Linked DNA regions of Mus musculus: region 2 is linked to region 1. A link is a contact called in public Hi-C data. All regions are on one chromosome and are shown on one strand. Each heading gives the region's core, a stretch centred on a gene start, on an enhancer-like site or on the middle of the called end of the contact. The rest is flanking DNA. Distances are from core to core; before and after follow the strand shown.

Region 1 (3,795 bases), core at 841-3,340:
CACAGGGCCTTGATACTGCAGTTAAAAGCAGTCAAATTGGATGAATTTTGCCAGAGCCTAGTTCAGTACTCACTCACTATGGTGGTTTGAATGTGTTTGGTCCAGGGAATGGCACTATTAGGAGGTGTGGCCTTGTTAGATGAAGTGTGTCTCTGTGGGAATGGGCTTGAGACCCTCCTCCTAGCCACTTGGGAGACAGTCTTTCCAGGTTTCAGTCAGAACAAGATGTAGAACTCTCAGCTCCTCCAGCGCCTGTCTGCCTGGATGCTGCCTTGCTGCCATGATGATAATGGATGAAACCTCTGAAAGTATAAGGCAGTCCCAATTAAATATTGTCCTTTATAAATTCGGCCTTGGTCATGGTGTCTCTTTACAGCAATGGAAACCCTAACTAAGACACTCATTCACTAATCTATTCATTCACTTATTCATTTGCTCAACAAATGCTGAGTGCGTCCATGTATGTTCTTTACGTCTAGCCCTTAAAAATGCACACTGTGGGCTGGTGAGATGGCTCAGTGGGTAAGAGCACCCGACGGCTCTTCCGAAGGTCCAGAGTTCAAATCCCAGCAACCACATGGTGGCTCACAACCATCCTTAACGAGATCTGACTCCCTCTTCTGGAGTGGCTGAAGACAGCTACAATGTACTTACATATAATAAATAAATAAATCTTAAAAAAAATGCACACTGCAGTCAATGACAACATTTTACTAAACACATCAAGGTTGCCTGCCTTCTAGCTTTCAGATTTTTCCCTGGCAGCCTGGCATGTTCAAATGAGAGGCTTCTTCCTCTAGTACACAGAAGAAGACATCATCTTACCCAAAGCATCTTGCATGGAGTTCCTAGCCTTTCATAGTACATTAGAGCCTAGTCATGTACAGATCTCAATGGCAAAGCATTCCACAGCTGCATATTTGTCACCTGTCTCTGGCTGTTTGTCCTGAATGTGTCTAAAAGCCTTCTATCTCTTCTGTTACTGTTGAGAGTTGGACAGAGCAAATGTCCTTGGATGGTCATAGAGCAAAGAAGCCAACATCTTAGTGAATTACTGTCCTCGATGCTATAACAAAATACTGACCGAACCAAGCTAAGGGAGAGGGCATTTGTCTAGTTCACAGTTCAAGAGTACATTCCATCATGGTGGGAGAAGGCATGGCAGCAGGAACTTGAGGCAGCTGGTCACATCAGCGTCTACCGTCTACCAACAGAAAGCAGAGAGAAACAAAAACTTAAGCTTTGTTTGCTTTCTCCTTTTGATTCAGCCCAGGAGTCTAGCCAATGGAATGATACCACTTGCAATTAGGGTGGGTCTTTCTGCCTCATTAACCTAATCTAGATATTTTTTCATGGACACGCCCAAAGGGGCTCCCGTCAGTGGTTTTAGATCCAGTCAGGTTGATAATCAGTATTAACCCTCACACCTAGTCTGAGGTCAACTCCTTATGGGAATGGTCCTAAAGCCAGGTGTATTAGCACAGAAATCCCAGCACCTGACAGAGGCAGGAAGATCATGAGATCAAGGCCATGCTCAGCTAGTAGAGAAAAAAAAAATCCCAGTCTTGGATTTCTCAAAGTCTTTCAGCCTTACAATTGATACTTTCAAACAGAAAATTCCATAACAGTTTTTAAAATTAAAGACAGAGAGAACTTTTACTTCAAGACAAAAGTTTGAAAAAAAAATGGCCATTTACTCTCTAGGTTTGCTTCAGTCAGAATCAAGATAGAAAACCAAGGGAAAACATCACTTATTATGTACAGTGGTTCTATCATGACTATTTCAAATGCCCCTAAAGGTCTGGAGGTCAGGGTCTGCCTCTCTCTCTCTCTCTCTCTCTCTCTCTCTCTCTCTCTCTCTCTCTCATTTAAAAAAGTATGTGATGTCCTTTTCTGCTGGAAAATAACAGCTATAAGGATGAAAGACCTTGGGGAATTCCACGGACAGGAAATTCTCCAACCTTTCTAAGGCAGTTAGCCATCAATCAAGTGTGGCTGTTTGCTTTTTATAATGAAAGGGAAGCAAAGTTTTCAGAGCCTCATTGTTTACATGACTGTATTACATTTTTGTGACACCCGTAATCGAAACCTGCTGACTCATCACAGATCTCCGATTGATTTAGAAAATTCTGTGAAGAAAATCTCAGCTGGGGATTTAGGGCCTTCTTATTCAGGAGTGGGCTTTAGCAGGCATCTAAGATCCATCCCAAAACTTGGCCCATCATTTCAGAGCTGCTGGGGTTTTTGTTTATTTGATATTTATTTTTTTAATCCTAGTTTTCTTCCTGTAGTTAGTCATCTGGCAACCTTCTTTGTTCTACCTTGAAATAACACAGACAGCAATACACACCACAACAGCAAAACGCAGTCACCAAACACAGCCAGGCGCATGAATCACGGGACTGTTGAGAGATGGGTTTTTAACTTGTTACTGAGGCACAAAACAGGACTTGCATCTGAGCCAGCAGGCTTTTTGTTTTCGAGCAGATGTGAAATGTGTTCTCTTCCATTGGTGATGGGCCACAAGAGGTTGAGGGAACAGGCTTGGTTTAATTCAAAGTCACCTGAAACCTTGTTTGAAGTTCATTAAGGCAATTCAATTCAATTCAGCAAACATTTACAGTGCTGCCTTCTGGGAGGTGCTGTGTGTGCTGATGGCTTTGGAGCCTTTGTGAGACCTGAGATTCCAGCTATCCCCCCAGATACCAAGGACCAGCTACAGGAAGTATCTCTGCACAGCTTCCTCCTTCCTGGCCTCTGTGACCCTCCGAAGACTACTGGGACCCCCTGGGACCTGAGGCTTGAAGATTCAGCTAGACGGATTGTCCATCAGGGCCCTTGTGTCCAGCTGTCTCCTCCAAGTGCTGGGATTACAAGCACATGCCAGCACATCTGGCTTGTCGTACATGGGCTATGGATATCAAACTCAAGTCCTCAGGCTTGCAAGGCAAGCACTGCACTGGCTGAGCCATCTCTTCAGCCTTTATTTGTTTGTTTTAAATTCTTAGCAAGGCACGAGCTGGCCTACAGAGCCATTCCCTAGACGTAAGTCTCAAATCCCCGCCCTAACTCTGTGGTCTCCATTCTCTCTCCAGTCCAGACTCTATCAATGTATACATCAGTGCTTCTCCAACAGGGGCAAGTCTGCTGTGCACTGCTGTCAGGGGAGTACACTGGGAACGTCCAGAGACATCTAGTCCCAGCTAAAGGTGGAGTGGTGCTTAGGACAGCTAGAAGGGGGCACAGGACTGCTGCTGAATGTCAATGCAGTTCAGTGTTTGCCCCTTGCCAGAAGGCGTTAGATGGCGCCAAGAGCCTACAGTCCTATGAGCGAGAGATTCTGATGTACACCATACAGTGTTTAACAGTGCTGACCTAGTGTGGTTGACACCCACTTTGCCAGCTCGGTTATCTAAGTCATGCAAATCTAGTACTTCTGAATCCCGGTAACCAAGCACAGCACTGCATCCTCTCCAAAACAGGTGCTTAATAAGTATAACGGTAGTGAGAAGTCACTTGTCCCTACAGTCACACTCTCTATTGTGGTCTCAGAGATATTTCTTGATTTTTGTAGGGTGGTCTTCTTGTTCGTTTGGAGACAGAACTTCTCTGTCATTCAGGCTGACCTCAAACTCCTGATTATCCTGCCTTTGCTTCCTGAGTTCTGGGATCGTAGGTATCACTCACCACACCCAGCTTGAATGCCTTACTAGAGAAGTCTAGATGGGCCATAGGTATGTGATGTGCTTAACAGAGACATGGTTCTAGCACAGGAAACCTACAGTCTAAACAGAG
Region 2 (3,682 bases), core at 882-3,381, 500 kb after region 1:
ATCTGGGTTCTTTCCAGCTTCTGGCTATTATAAATAAGGCTGCTATGAACATAGTGGAGCATGTGTCCTTCTTACCAGTTGGGGCATCTTCTGGATATATGCCCAGGAGAGGTATTGCTGGATCCTCCGGTAGTACTATGTCCAATTTTCTGAGGAACCGCCAGACTGATTTCCAGAGTGGTTGTACAAGCTTGCAATCCCACCAACAATGGATGAGTGTTCCTCTTTCTCCACATCCTCTCCAGCATCTGGGTTCAATTCCCTCCCCTCATATGGTAGCTTATAATTGTCTGTAACTCCAGTACCAGGAGATCTGATGCCCTCTTCTGGACTCTCAAGCACCAGGTATGGATGTAGTACACAGACAGACAGACATACAGGCAAAGCACTCATGGACATAAAAGAAATACAATAAAATAAAGGAATTTAAAGAGCACACTTATAAGCAGACTTTAGAACAATGGCTGTTAGCAGGGAGAACCACTACCACAAAATGACCAGGGGATAGTTCTCCAAGACAACAGAACAACCATAACTGTGAATGTACCAAGTGCCTGAAACAAAGCCAGGCCGGACTGCAACGAGAGACACATTTAAATGAAAACTGACTTCAGTACTTCTCTCAGGAACTGTTAGCATCAACAGTCAGATTGGGCAAAAAAACAAGAACAAACAAACAAAAAACCCAGACCAAAAACCCCCCAGAAGACCTCTATAATACTAACCCATGGTATCTAGCCACCATTTGTAGAAGTCTCTACTGAGTCCAAGCAGACTACACAGTCTTGGAATGTATGACGGCAATTGAGCACCAAGTGGAAGTCAGAAAATAACCTACTATTTTTGTGTAAAAGAATCGACATCTGCCAGATCCTGACCAATACAGATGCAGATGCTCACAGCCAATGATCAGACAGAGCATGGGGGCCCCAATGGAGGAGTTAGGAGGAGGACTGAGGAGCTGAAGGGGTTTGCAATCCCAAGGAGGAACAACAATATCAACCAACCAGAACCCCCCACTCCCCAAGAGCTCCCAGAGACTAAACCGTCAACCAAAGAGGCCATGTTAGTGAACCTGCTGTCTTGATTCCTTCTCCTGTGTCAGAGAGTCATAGCACAGGTCACCATACACTCTGCTTCACTGACCAGAGCCATCCTGGATTAAACTGTTTTCCCACTGTAATTATTAACAGCACCCTAGTTTGGGTGATATATGAAATACTCTGTCTGGCAGCAGAACCCATGTGATAGTTTGTTGAGAAGTTTTCAGACAGTGACAGGCAGCCAGGCTCAATCCATATTTGAGTGCCCACCGCAGACCAAACAACTTTCCTATGCAGAGGGCAGGGCGGGGAAGAGTCAGCCACTGGGAAATGGCTCAGCGTGACTGCATGGCTTCTGACACCAGGGCTCTCAGAGGGGACCCGCTCTCACGTGACCAAGTAGTGACTTCACTTTCTGTGTAACATGGGCTGCACGAGGACGGAGGTTCGCTAACATGGCCGAGATCTCATACTGGTAAGCGGTGCCATTGGGACTGGAAACCAAGAAGTCAGTCCTGAGCCTTCGAGGCTTCAGTGGCAGTGTGCTGCTAAAGGCGGGGTGGGGGAGGGGGGATAGGGAAGGGGGAGGGGAGCCTGCAGTGTTACACATCCACTTACCACACTATACCCACAATGCCCACCTCCCCTTCTAATAAATGTACACTCAAGCATCAGTGCACCCCAGTTGTATCCCAAAAATCTTTGAAGAAAACCAACAGGCCTAGTGCTATCACTCAGTGTGCCTAGCCTGCTGGAGTCCCTGGGTTCTTGGCCAGCATCAAATCAAGTCAGGTGGTTCATGGCCAGAATCCTAAGATTGTGGGGGTGGAGATAAGAGAACCAGACCGTCAAGGTCATCTTCTAACATAGAGAGTTTGAGGCCAGTCTAGAATTCATGACACTCTCTTTAAAAAACAAACCCCATTCCACCCCACCCCCACCCCCAAATCTTAGTGCCCAAATCTGAGAGAAGTGACATGGCGGCTCATAGCAACCACATATTCCCCATGAATCAGAAGTCCTCTCTGTTGGAGAGAAGAAAGCTGGGCACCCATATGTGCAGTAATTATTTCCTGTGACTCACATCTGGAATTGGCCTGAGCATCAAGTTCCTCCCTTGTGCACAGCGGTGAGGAGCTGTGAAGTGCTCCCTGCTGGCCCTATGGGAGGCATTGAGGGTCTGTGCAGACAGTGCTCCCTGCTGGCTCTTTTGGAGGCACTGGGACGCTGTGTAGCTAGTGCTCCCGATAGTCCCTTGTGAGGAAATAGGGAGGAAGGTTTGGAGAGCACAGAAACCCCAGTCCTTGCCAATAAGGAAGGCAGGAAGGCAGCTGGTCCTGCAATCCGTCAGAAACTGATGTTGTACTGCCCCCGTGTGGTGGTTCTATAGCAGTACCACGTTAGTGTAGCTAGTTTGCTGGGGTCCCTGCTTTAACGCATACTAATGAGGGATGGGAGGAGCTTCCACTGGTACACCTACCTAACGTGATGTTGTCTTTCCTTTTCCTCATGCATGCCATACTAAAGGAGCAAAATACCTTCATCCTTTGGCTGCCCTGGGAAACCCCCTGGAAGAAGCTGCATAGACTGCTGAATAGACACACTGCTGTTCCTGGCCCTCCTGACCTTAATGAGAGTTGGCTGGGCTACAAGTCAAGAGTGTGACATCTACAGCCTGAGTGAGATTCAGAAGCACTCGGAGCCTGAGACAACAACTCTGTCTGTCCATTCAGTGCCTGCTTCCTACGATAGATCTGAGTTTATTCCAAGGAGAAGCTTGTCACCTGGCACTTTGAGATGGCGACAGATACACCTCCTTTTATTGGAGGGGTTGAGACAGGGTTTCTCTATTGAGCCCTGGTTATCCTAGAACTCACTCTGCAGATCGGGCTGACCCAGACCTCACTGAGATCCCCTCATCGTCCTCCTGATTAAAGGCATGTGCCTCCACCATCCAGCTAGACAGGTGCGTTTCAACCTCGATGGCCTTTGGAAAGAAAGCCTGTGTCCAAAAGTCAAGGCGTTCCGCACCTGTGAACTGGCATTTGAGACTGAAGTACATGTGTAGACATGCACTGCACACATATAAAATTGAGCATACACGTGCATGTACACAAGGACACACATGTATGAGTACACAAGTCACACGTGTGGGCACACCTGCAGGCACACTAAAAATAGTGACACAGAAGTCCACAGTCGACTTCAGCCCCAGGTAGCCCTTTGGGAGGCCTGACCTCCTTTCTGCAGGAGCATCCTGGTGGGTAAGACTGAGAAGACTCAGGTAGGTTGAGAATGCTGAGAACTCCTGGGAGTTCTTCCATGGATGCTGGATGACAGAGCCCAGCAAGCCAAGCTTTGGGGAATCTTATTACTACTGAGTAGATTCCAGCTGATGGGTTGACAATGTGATCGCAGCTTTGTCAGCCCTGTGGGTCACCTGGATGTCCCACGTCCATGCAACATGGGACCAGGCACCTCTCAGAAGCCAAGGCAGACGGCTCTGTACTAGGAAGAAAAGGCCACCTGGATCAGTTCTAAGTGTGACCTCCCTAACTCCTTAAATGATTGCAATGTCTTCTCTATTGGAAATTAAATAACACTGTTGAATGGGGTTGTTCTTATCTTGTTGTTCTGAT

What was found. Hi-C and Micro-C count contacts between places; a contact is called where the count stands out from the background.
Region 2: a Hi-C map of bone marrow-derived macrophages shows a contact between it and region 1, with 3 times the contacts expected there. The contact joins two enhancer-like sites. A contact is called at or near these places in 2 of 484 Hi-C or Micro-C datasets (the N1E-115 cell line and bone marrow-derived macrophages), 1 of 115 datasets of contacts at active chromatin or transcription factors (pancreatic cancer cells) and 1 of 9 other capture datasets (embryonic stem cells).

Annotation. Positions count from the first base shown.
Region 1 is chr6:50,035,756-50,039,550 of GRCm38.p6, forward strand. No RefSeq gene overlaps it. Among named protein-coding and RNA genes, the nearest start is that of Gm38805, 73 kb to the right of the region's middle. Within about 2 kb of position 2,091, at least 25 of the 459 cell types and tissues checked have an H3K27ac peak or open chromatin away from gene starts, as enhancers often do. A contact at or near this core is called in bone marrow-derived macrophages and pancreatic cancer cells, where this site is marked.
Region 2 is chr6:50,534,365-50,538,046 of GRCm38.p6, forward strand. It overlaps Gm31279 (a long non-coding RNA gene), which reads left to right. Exons shown (of 4, transcript XR_377652.4): 3 at 1,409-1,518; 4 at 2,571-3,651. Among named protein-coding and RNA genes, the nearest start is that of Gm26289, 3.8 kb to the right of the region's middle. Within about 2 kb of position 2,132, at least 46 of the 459 cell types and tissues checked have an H3K27ac peak or open chromatin away from gene starts, as enhancers often do. A contact at or near this core is called in bone marrow-derived macrophages and pancreatic cancer cells, where this site is marked.